2 separate regions of the Manis javanica genome follow, and region 1 is linked to region 2. Evidence: chromatin contacts called from public Hi-C data. All regions are on one chromosome and are shown on one strand. The core of a region is the stretch at or near the end of the contact, and the rest is flanking DNA. Distances in the headings are between cores, read along the strand shown. Region 1 holds the start of COA1 (cytochrome c oxidase assembly factor 1). Region 2 holds the start of STK17A (serine/threonine kinase 17a).

Region 1 (5,774 bases), core at 1,866-4,365, 160 kb before region 2:
CAGATTTGACAGATCCAGGTTGCTGCTGAAAGACAGATGATAGGCTGGATTGAATTGTGCTGCTATTGCTTACATTTCTCAAACTGGCCAGTTCACCACTTCACAGTACCCCTCATAGACAGTGTTATAGTCAATCCCTATCCTCTCTCCACCTCCTAACTTTGTCTTGGCTCCTTAGAAGTTAAGAGGTAGCAAAACAGATCCTTTCCTTAAATATATAGGAGAAAGAGAGATAGAGTACCTATCAGATAGGATAATTTGGGCTATAAGAAATAGAATCTCTGTCTCAGACATACCTAACAATAATGATAACTAACATTTTTGAGCACTTACAATATTACTAACACTATTTAACTCATTTAATCTTTACTCTATCTCTATCAGGAAACAATAAGTAAACATATATCCCTACAAGAAGTTCAAAAAGAGGGTGGGCTCCAGGTTTGGAATGGTATTTCTATCACTTTGTTCAGCTGTCATCAGCATCAGTTATATTCCCTGTGGTTGGCAAGATGGCTGTCAATGGCAGTACGGGCTAGATGTTTCTATGTCTAGAGGAGAATATGTTAGAAACTTTGTCCTAAGCAAGAAATGGAAGTCCTTTTCCTTATTTCATTGAGCCAACTTGTATCATTGCTCATCTCTTGAACAATAACCATTCCTAGAGGAATTCTGTATAGTGATTGGTTTAGATTGAATCAGTATCATTTTCTAATAGTGGGAATAGGGTTGCTATTTGAATAAAATATAATTTATGCTACAAAGGAGTAAGGGGCATAAATAGCAGGTATATACACACCAACATTACTTACTGTAAAATATTTTTAAAACCATATCAAAATATATTCCAAAACTTCAGGAGATTTAAGTCCAGTAATGGAAGCATAAATTCTGAGGTTTCAAGCAAATGGTCAGAATGTCTATTTTATGCTTTCTTATTTGCAAAGTAAATATGTTTCTCTTTTTCATATGATAGATGAACTTGTTGATCCAGAGTTTATTTTCATGAATATTATATGAAATGCACATATACACAACTTCATAAGCTTTTATTAATTGATTTAGTCTGTTAAGTATCAAACTTAGTGTAAGGCATTGCAATCTTTTTATTTTCAATATTCAAGTAAAAATTTACTGACCTTCTGAGTAAGAATGCTAACATTTAGTACTTCTAATTTATCATAGGATTTACTTCCCAAAAATGTTAATCACAGCTGGATCGAAAGAGTATTTGGGAAATGTGGCAATGTTGTTTATGTAAGTATACCACATTATAAATCTACTGGATATGCCAGGGGATTTGCTTTTGTGGAATTTGAAACAGAAGAACAAGCAGTAAAGGCTATTGAGGTAGGTCCAGAACTTAAAAAGTAAAGGAAAATTAGTGTTTTTAAAGAATAACAAAACTTGTTTTGCTTATTTTATTTGTTTCTTAACAACCTACCAGAAAGCCTCGTATATTTCCTAAGACAGTGAAAATAAGCCCATTCCTGCCCTTAGAGTAGCAGGTGAGTTATTTGATATTTAAGTAGATAAAGCTGTAAAATTAGCAAACCAATTATAGCATTGTTACAGAAGAAAAGGGAAAGAAGAAGAAAGGCCAAATGAAAAAGGAAGACAATATCCAGATCAAAGAGTTAAATGTGGACACAAGCAAGGAGAGCATCTGTAAACAGAAAAGATACAGTACTGCTTCTGAGGGCTCCAAAGTAGAGATAACTGAACCCCAAAAGCCACCCTCCAAGAAAAAGGAAAAATGGGAAAGAGCTGAAGCATCCAACTTACCTTTAGTCAGACCAAGCAGGAAAAGAAGTAGCTCCGAAGATGCCCAATACCTAACTACCAGATCAAAAGTAAAGCAAATGGTTCAAAGACATTAGAAAAGAAGCTTCAGAAGTCTACAAAGAAAACAAAGGTATTTAATAAATTTCAGGTTAGAATTAAATAAATAAGGTTCTTATTTCTTATGTCTTTATTTTTTGATTTTTAACTTTTAAGATTTAGAAGTCTCTAATGAAGAGGAAAGGGATACTGGAGATATAAAAGATGGATCTCTCTTAAAAGCAAAAAGGAAACATAAGAAAACACATAAAGAGAGGCATAAAATGGGAGAAGAGGTTATAACATCAGAGTACAATTAAAGCAAGTCGATGGTACATATTTATATTGTTGGCAATCGATACACTCCAAGGGCATTTCAATCTTGATCTCGTTCTTCAGAAATTTAAGAAGTCAATAGTCAATGTCAGATCAATGATTACTCAATCAATGCCCATTTTATTTCATTTCCTCTGTTTAAGAAACCACTGAAATAGTCCTGTACTTCAAGTGCCTCAAAATCTGATTAGTTTCGATTAATTCTTCATAAAAGAACTATTCTGGGGATTCGTAATTTAACAAAAGGCTGCTTTGATAAAGTGAGATGCATTGCTTTTAGAGGAAAGCTTGGACTTCAAGCTTGACACTAAAAACGTAAGTGACGACGATAACGGTGGTAATAATGGCAATGAATGATCAAGATGAAAATAACTAACGTTTACTGAGCACTTACAAAGTGCCAGACACTATTCTAAGTGCTTTAATCCTCAGAACAAATCTATGAGGTAAATACCATTATTATCCATATTACTGCTACATTCCATGAGAACCATTACAGTTCTTTTTTATCCCTGCATTCTCCGGAGCACAGGAGGCATTATTAAGTGTTTGGTGAATAAAAGAAAATTGTGTTGCCAAATTTCGCAGCCGAATGGGGCAAAATGGACCTCAGTGCGAGTAGGGCTCAAATGGCCCGTGGTTTTGTGTCCTCAGAGGTCAGTTGAGGCGCCAGCTATGAAGCGCTACACATGAAGCGCTACCGGTGGTTTAAATTTTCTCGGCAGGCGCTGCTGGACTGGACGTATGTTGGAGACTAACGGGACACAGAAAACAAAAAAGCCGGGCTTTGAGTCGCCTAACCCCTTGGGAACACGACTCCGAGCGTTTAGAAGGCGGCGGTCCGGCGGCCCAGGTCGTCTCTGTCTGGGATCTGCCCCTGGGGGGCGCTGGGCCGCATTTCGCCAGCGGCTCGCGCGACTCGACACTCTAGCCCCGCGAGGAGGACACGCCGGAAGTCTCCACTGCTCCTGGGGGTGTCTCTTGCTCTTAGCGGAGCGCGCTGGTCACCCAGTTGCAGCCGCTGCTCACGGCTGAAAGGGCAGTTCACCCTGGCTCCGGCATGGTACTGTCGTTCCTAGCAGGTTAGATTTCCCCCGGGAGAAAGAATCCAGGTATCTCCTACTCTCACAAGCGTTTCTTCCCGCAGTCCGGCGGCCGCGCGGGGTGGGCTGCTGTAAGGGGAGTCCCCTTGGGGGTCACCTCCTGGCGGCTCGCGCCTTCGCCGTGTCGCGCGACCTTCCTCCATGGCGTGCTTGGCGCCAGGGGACCCTTGGTGGGCTCCGCGCCTTGAGATGAGCCAGACTGTCCCCTTCATCCCGGAGTGTGAGAACGTGGGTAGACGACGATGGCCTTGCCCTGCAGTCTCGCTGAGCTTTGTCAAGAAAACATTTGTGAAGAGTTGGGGGCACTTTGTTCATGTTCCTAAGTTGAAACACTCCGAGGAGGATCGTACCCAAATGATTGTAAAAAATAACTCTATGGCTCAGCGGTCATTGTAATTTTTGTCCCCATTACACTTGACCTTCATACAAAGGCTGACTATGAAAGTGATTTTCAGTGTGGGCGACGGCGCGTGTGCGCGTGTGTGTGTGTGGTGTGCTGTGTGTAATTTTGGAAATCCACCAAGATTTTTATATTTTGATACTTGCTTCCCCTCGTACCTTCCTTGACTCTTCCCCTTCTCACCTGAAGGGTAGTTCTATTTCTTAGGTGTTTATGACTCTACTTCACCTTTGGAAAGAATTAACTCTTTACTTCCACTTTGCAGACTTGAAACAGATCTGATTGTATTATTCCTCTGCTTAAAATCTTACTTTCCCATTGGATCAGGATAATATAAATGCCTTAGCCTGGCTTTAAGACCCTTCAGTGTCTTGCTTCTGAGTTTTACAGACTTTTCATGGAAAGCACACCTACGTATACACATGCTTCTGTTAGGCCAACCTGCAGTAATTTCATTACTTTGGATATGACAAATTTTATAATGGTTTACCGACATTTTCAAATTTATTTTTCCATTTTTTTCAGAATGTATTGAACTCCTAATATTGCCAGGTATTGTTTTAGAAGCTGGGAATATAATGAAAAAAAAGGAAAAAGATACGCATTCTACAGGTCTTTAAAAAAAATAACATTGAAATATAGTTAACACAACTAACTAACCCATTTAAAATGTGCATTGATATGTACTACATTCACAAAGTTGTACAGCCATGAGCACAATCAGTTTTAGAACACTTTCCTCACCCCAAAAAGAAGCCCTGTAACCATTAGCAGTCTTTGATGACTTCCCTCCTATCCCACCTTATTCCTTGCCTGTTGGTCAACTCATATAAATGAAACCACACAATATGTGGTCTTTTTTGATTTGTTGTCTTTCAGTTAACATTCATGTTCATCCATGTTGTGACATGTATCAGTACTTCATTCTTTTTTATTGCTGGACAGTATTTCGTTGTATGGATATACTACTGTTTATCCATTGTTGGTGGCCATTTGGATTGTTTTGGCTATTATGAATAATGCTGTATACGTTTCATATAGAAGTTTTTGTGTGAACAGTGTGTTTTCATTTCTCTTGGCTATATACCTAAGAGTAGAATTGCTGGGTCATGTGGTAACTCTACATCGAACATTTTGAAGAAATGCCAAAATGTTTTCCAAAGCAACTGCATCATACTGTATTCCCATCAGCAGTATATGAAGGTTCTGATTTCTTCACATCTTCACCAACACTGTCATTATCTGTTTCTTTTTTAAATTTTTTTATTCTAGCTATACTACTGGGTGTGAAGTGTGTCTCATTGTGGTTTTGATTTGAATTTCCCTGAAGGCTAAGGATGCTGAACATCTTTTCATGTGCTTTCGGCCATTTGTATGTCTTTGGAAAAACATCTATTCATATACTTCACCCATTTTTAGATAAGGTTCTTTTCATCACTGAGTTGTGAGAATTCTTTAAACATGCGAGATACAATTCTCTTATCAGATATGTGACTTTTCTTACAGATTAAGAAAATTCTTTTATGCAGCTCCCTTAAATGAAAGCACCTGAGGTTAATTTTTACTCTTTTTAGAGACCGTGTTAAAAATCTGTAGGCTAATTCAGAGAGTGAATTGCACAGCAACTTAGATGTGTGAAGTACTAGGGCCAGGAAAAAATGCTGTGAAGAACCTGTGAGCAGCAGCATTTTAAGATACGAAAAAGGAGGGAGGGGGAAATAGTTTATATAATTTATCCATTCTCTACTGAATTTTGTCTTTTCTCTGTTGGTTTGTAGTTCTTTGTGTAGAGATCCTTAAGCCTCTGACTGTTACGGTATGTGACTGATATTTTCAGTCTGTTTTTGTTAAGTTTGTTTTATATATCCTTTACTATCTATACTAATGTACTCCATTTTGGTGTAATCAGGATTTTAAATGTTTTCCTTTAAAAGGCTTTTGGGTGGGGTTTTGGATACTTAAGTTAAATGTTCTTAAATTGCAGAAGTTAGAGAAACTAATATACTATCCCTGGTTAGTGTGACATCTGGTCCCTGGTATTACTTTTAACCTTGTAGTTATTGTTTTAGACACCAGTACATCCCTATCTCTCTGCTTTGAAAAATATGCTATAA
Region 2 (5,608 bases), core at 1,495-3,994:
ATTTCTGTGTTTGAACAGTTAGCTCTTCACACCTCTTCAACATTTGCAACTTGGTCAAAGGCAACAGAATAAAATGAATAGGTCATGTTTTTCCCATTATATTATTAAAATATAACATGGGTAATTATATAAGTTCTGTATCAGCATGAGGTCAATTACCTCCATTAGAAATGCAAAAAGAGTTAACAGCTGGAAAAAGACAATTTTTCTATCTTACTACAGTAAAGATTATGTATAAACATATTCAATTATGGCAAAACCATAACATACAGACAAAATTTATGAACCTCAAACAAAGACTGCTAACAACACAAAAAAGTGAGACATCTAAACAGTTCTTGTGTCTTTTGCAATGAGATTTCATCATTTTTGCCAGAGAGAAGTGTGTTTTGAGGTTGTGCAGGTTTTGGTATTTTTGCTTTTTGGTTACATTTACTGTGACACAATGAATCACATTTATTGAGTGCTCTCCCTAAGTTAAGCACAGCCTTAATTCTATGGATGTGTTTTGATTCTCTCAGCAATTCTAGAGGCAATCAAAGGTTAGGTAAATTACCCAAATACACATGCCCAATAAGCAGAGAGCCAAGGTTCGGTCACAGACTGTCTCCAAAGCCCCTGTGCCTAACCACTGCATTAAACTCTGCCATGAAAAAGGGAACCACAAAAAAACAAATACATTAATTTCATCTTTCAGTTTTAAGCTCTTGTATCAAGTACCTACCTAATTGCAAGGTTTCAGTGCTTCAGGAATCATTACTTTTGTAAAGAAATTTACATAAGAAAAGATATGTAAATGTCATAACCTTAAAACAGAAACCTTATAGGCAAGTGAATTTTATAAAACAGGTTAAAAACAAAAGCTGAAAGGAACATTCCTGAAGGAATCAGCATCACGACACCTGGTGGGTGGTACAAGTCATTTTTTTCAGATTAAATCACTTGTTATAAAGTCTACAAGACAGTGCTTGCCACCGGAAGGCATTTCGGTGTTATAATACCAGTTTTCCTCTTGTGGAATGAAGCCAGACAACTCAAATAATAGAAAGTCTCAGCTTCCATTCTTCAAGAAATCAGGGTTACTTCAGAATGTCTGGAATTTCAACGAATTCGAATACCCAGCTGAGTCAGTAGCTCTCTCCATCTTTTGTCATACTTCACAGCGTGTGTAAATCCACGTAATTAGGGCCTATCACAGTGAAGTAAACCCTGCTCCTGAAAGATGTTTTTCCTTTTGTAAACATTTGAAATAAGAAATTTTTAACATGGGTCCCCTTCAAAAAAGAGCTATTTCTAAAAGTTACCTTATTATCTGTAAAGCAGTGCATTTTAAACGTTTTTTGTAACCAATGTTACAAGACCCTCCTTTTCCAAGAGCCTGTCATAATGGTGAGGGCCTTTCCTAATTACAACATGGTGCAATTTTGCAACCATGACAAATGTTTGCAACGCTGACACTTACTGAAGTCTAGGTGCCAGGCCCAGTGGCATGAGCTTTACAGGCACTGACTCTTCCCGACACCCTTATGAGGGAGACAATGTCTTTCCACTGATTTAATGGGTGAGACGCGTGAGGCTGGGGAGCCTAAGGCGTCCACCCAAAGGCACGCATAGCACACATGGCCAGGACAGGAACTCAGATCTGACCCAAAGCCAGCGCTTCTCACGACTTCTCCAATCTGTTCTCAAGGTAAAGGGGAGTCAGTCCGTCCCCAAACCCCCATCACTACCTCACCTTTCTTCAACATTCAAAAACGTAAAGTGTCCAAACAGCCTTAGCCTCTTACTATTTAAAATAAAACAACAAAAAACCAAGTAGTAAGGCACCCTATCTCTACAAGAGTTGGCGAGAGGAGAAGACAAGGGCCGGCCCAGAGCGGGTAGAAAGGGAAAGAGGGCCAAGGGCACAGAGCTCGGAAATGAAACCAACTGAACCGAAGGTACCAGGACTTAACACACTTCAGTGCTAAAATAGCACAAAACCAAGAACCCGAAATGAAATCAGCAGAAGGCTGACAGTTCACACCGCGCGGGTGCAGAGAAAGCTGTCACGCTGATGTTATCTTTTATTACCGCCACAGGAGACCGAAGAATCCACAGTTTAAGGTAAAAACAAGCTGACTCTTAACCTCGGGTTTTCCTGCAGACTCGCTGTCGCGGGCTCCCACGAGCAGGGCGGCTCGCACGCCCCTGCCCCTACGGGACCGCGAGAACCGCGGGCCGCTGCAACGGAGGGGGTCTCGCTTTGGGTAACTGCCCTCGGGGGCTTCGCCCCACACGCTCGCGGAGCACCGCGCCGACTCCGGCGCGGATCAGCTGCCGCCCGCCCCCAACTTTGTGCCAAGTCACAGCGCGCGCTATCGGCCCCGCGCCGCCGCCAGCGCGCCCGCCCGCCTCACCTGCCCAGCTCCCGGCCCGGGCTCAGGCTGTAGCCGTCCTGGAAGGGCTCGGGGCGCACGGCGGCGCGGATCTCCGTCAGCAGCCCGCGGGCCGGGGGCGGGAGCGGCGGCCGGCGCGGCGCGCTCAGACCCCGGCCTGAGCCTGAGGCCGCGGCCGAGGAGGAGCCGCCGCCTCCTGGCTTCTCCGGGGGCACCATGGTGCTCGGGCGCGCCTCCTTTCCGGTCCCCCGGCTCGCTCCGAGCTGCAGGCGGGTAACGGTCCCGCCTCCTGGAGCTCCGTGCGGGAGCTCTAAACCTCCAGCCTCTGGCTCTTCCCCTCGCCGCGCTCAGACTGCGGCATCCGGTCGCGCAACTGCGGACCCGCCCCGCGGCCCGCCCCCGGTCCCGGCCCCGCCTCTTCGCTGAACGCCCGCGGGGCCCCGACAGCCGGTGCCCCGTGCGCACCCTCTGCAGTCGAAGGAAGGAAGGTGCAGCCTAGGGGCCCGCCCAGGCGTCCTGGAGGCCAGGAGGCTCCCTCCACACTTCCCGCCTAGGCCAGCTGTGTCATCAGCTGTGCACCTGTTGAGCATCTGAGTTCCAAAATCTGAGCTTCTGTTAGTGAAAGGCATACGAAAAGTCAGAGGTTTATGATCCACTTTCCCTTGGGCCGGTGGGGAGGCATGGTGATATTCTGGTGCCCGCTCCGTACAGCACGTGGGAGGTGCCTCCAGCAGTTGGTTCCTTTTTGCACCGGGGGGGCAGCTCTGGAGGCAGGAGTTAGGTAAATATTATTAAGCTCTCACACCAGCCCTATGAAATTCTTCCTGTCTCCATTCTTCCTATATTTAACTTTCAAGGTGCTCTCATCTAGTATTTTTTTAATTATTGATTTATGATTGACTACAATATTATATTAGCTTCAAGTGTACAAATAATAATCCCATATTTTATACATTATGAAATGATCACCATGATAAGCCTAGTTACCATCTGTCACTAACAAAATTATTATAATATTATTGACCATATTCCCTATGCTGTACATCACCTCCTCATGACTTATTTCATTTATAACTGGAAGTTTTTACCTCTTAATCCCCTTCACCTACTTCACCTGTCCCCCCAGATCCCTCCTTGCAGGCGGTTGGTTCTCTGTATCAGTAAGTTTGCTTCTGATTTTTGCTTCTTCATTTGTTCTTTAGAGTCCACATATAAGAAAAATGGCTTTGTTTCAAAGAAACTAAGAAACCAATGGTGTAAGGACGTTAGGGATGACTTCATGATCACAGCATTTACTAAGTCATGAAGGAATGAGATTTAATGAGACAAATGAGAATACAAGAAAATGCCCATCAGTTTCCATTTTTTTGTATTTGTCCTTCTCTGTCTTACTTATTTCACTTAGCAGCATAATACCCTCTTGGCCCATCTATTTTGTCACAGATGGCAATATATATATGATTCACCTGTCCATGAACACTTAGGTTGTGTCCATATCGTGGCTATTGTAAATAATGCTGCAGTAAACGTGGGGGTGCATGTATCTTTTCAAGTTAGTGTTTTCATTTCCTTTGAGTAAACACCCAGAAGCAAATTGTTGGATCCACAGTAACTGTACCGCTTTATATTCCCACTGACAGTGCACAGGGTTCCTTTTTCTTTACTCTTTGTCAACACTTGTTATTTCTTGTCTTTTTTAATAGTATGAGGTGATATCTTGTTGTAGTTTTGATTTGCATTTCCCTGATGATTAGTGATGTTGAGCATCTTTTCATGTGTCTGTTGGTCATCTGTATGTCTATTCAGGTCCTCCACTCATTTTTAAATAGGGTTATTTGTTTTTTGATATTGAGTTGTACAAGTTATACACATTTTATGCACATTCTTTATATATTTTGGGTATCAACTCCTTATCAGATATAGCATTTGAAAGCATCTTTTCTCACTCAGTACGCTGCCTTTTCATTTTGCTGAGGGTTTCTTTTTCTGTGCAAAAACTTTTTAGTTTGATGTACTTCCATTTGTTTATTTTTGCTTTTGTTGCCCTGCCTGAGGAGACATATCCAAAAAAAATATTAAGATGGATGTCAAATTGCTTACTACCTATGTTTTCTTCAAGCAGTTTTATGGCTTCAGGTCTTTTTGAGTTACATAATGGTTTTTAGTCCTTAATCCATTTTTAATTTATTTTTTGTATATGGTATAAGTGGTCCAGTTTCATTCTTTTGCATGTAGTTGACCAGTTTTCCCAGCACCTTTTATTAAAGAGACTGTCTTTCCCCATTGTATGTTTTTGCTCCCTTTGTGATAAATTCACTGAGAATATAAGCATAGGTTTTATTTCTGGGCTGTCTATTATGATGCATTCTTCTGTGTTTGTTTTTGTGCCAGTACCACACTGTTTTGATTACTTTAGCTTTGTAGGATTGTTTAAAATCTGGGCACTTGATACCTCCTGCTTTGCTCTTCTTTCTTGAGATTACCTTCAGTATTCAGGGTTTGTTGTGGCTTCATACAAAGACTAGGGTTCTTTGTTCTACTTCTATTAAAAATGCCATTGGTATTTTGAAAAGGATTCCATAATCTGAAGATTGCTTTGGATAGTATGAAAATTTTAATAACATTAAATCTTCCAATCATGAGCACAGAATGTCTTTCTGTTTATTTGTGTTGTCTTCAATTTCTTTAATCAAATCTTACAGTTTTCAGAGTACAGGTCATTCACCTCTTTGGTTATCTTTATTCCTAAGTATTTTATTTCATTTGGTGCAATTGTAAGTGGGGTTGTTTTCTTAATTTCTCTTTAAGATAGTTTGTTATTGGTGTATAGAAATGCAACAGATTTCTGTATATTGATTTTGTATCCTTCAACTTTACTAAATTTATTTCCAATAAATTCATTTATTCTATTAGTTTTTTTTGCGGAGGCTTTAAGGTTTTCTGTATATAGTATCTTGTCATCTTCAAATAGTGGCAGTTTTACTTCTTCCTTACCAATTTGAAATATTTAATTTATTTTTCTTACTTAGTTGCTGTGACTAGGACTTCCAATAATATGTTGAATAAAAGTGGTGAGAATGGGCATCCTTGTCTTGTTCCTGGCCTTAGAGAAAAAGCTTTCAGCTTCTTACCATTAAGTATGATGTCAGCTATGGGTTTGCCATACATGTCCTTATTAGGTTGAGGTACATTCCCTTTATACCCAATTTCTTGAGAGTTTTTATTAAAAT

Evidence for each region. Hi-C and Micro-C count contacts between places; a contact is called where the count stands out from the background.
Region 1: a contact with region 2 is called in a Hi-C map of fibroblasts, with 4 times the contacts expected there. The contact joins the promoter of COA1 here to the promoter of STK17A in region 2. A contact is called at or near these places in 2 of 2 Hi-C or Micro-C datasets (blood and fibroblasts).

What each region holds. Positions count from the first base shown.
Region 1 is chr6:97,364,711-97,370,484 of MJ_LKY, reverse strand. It overlaps COA1 (cytochrome c oxidase assembly factor 1), which reads left to right and starts at 3,115. Exons shown (of 11, transcript XM_073239108.1): 1 at 3,115-3,269.
Region 2 is chr6:97,204,467-97,210,074 of MJ_LKY, reverse strand. It overlaps STK17A (serine/threonine kinase 17a), which reads right to left and starts at 2,744. Exons shown (of 8, transcript XM_037003124.2): 1 at 2,400-2,744. The coding sequence starts at 2,596.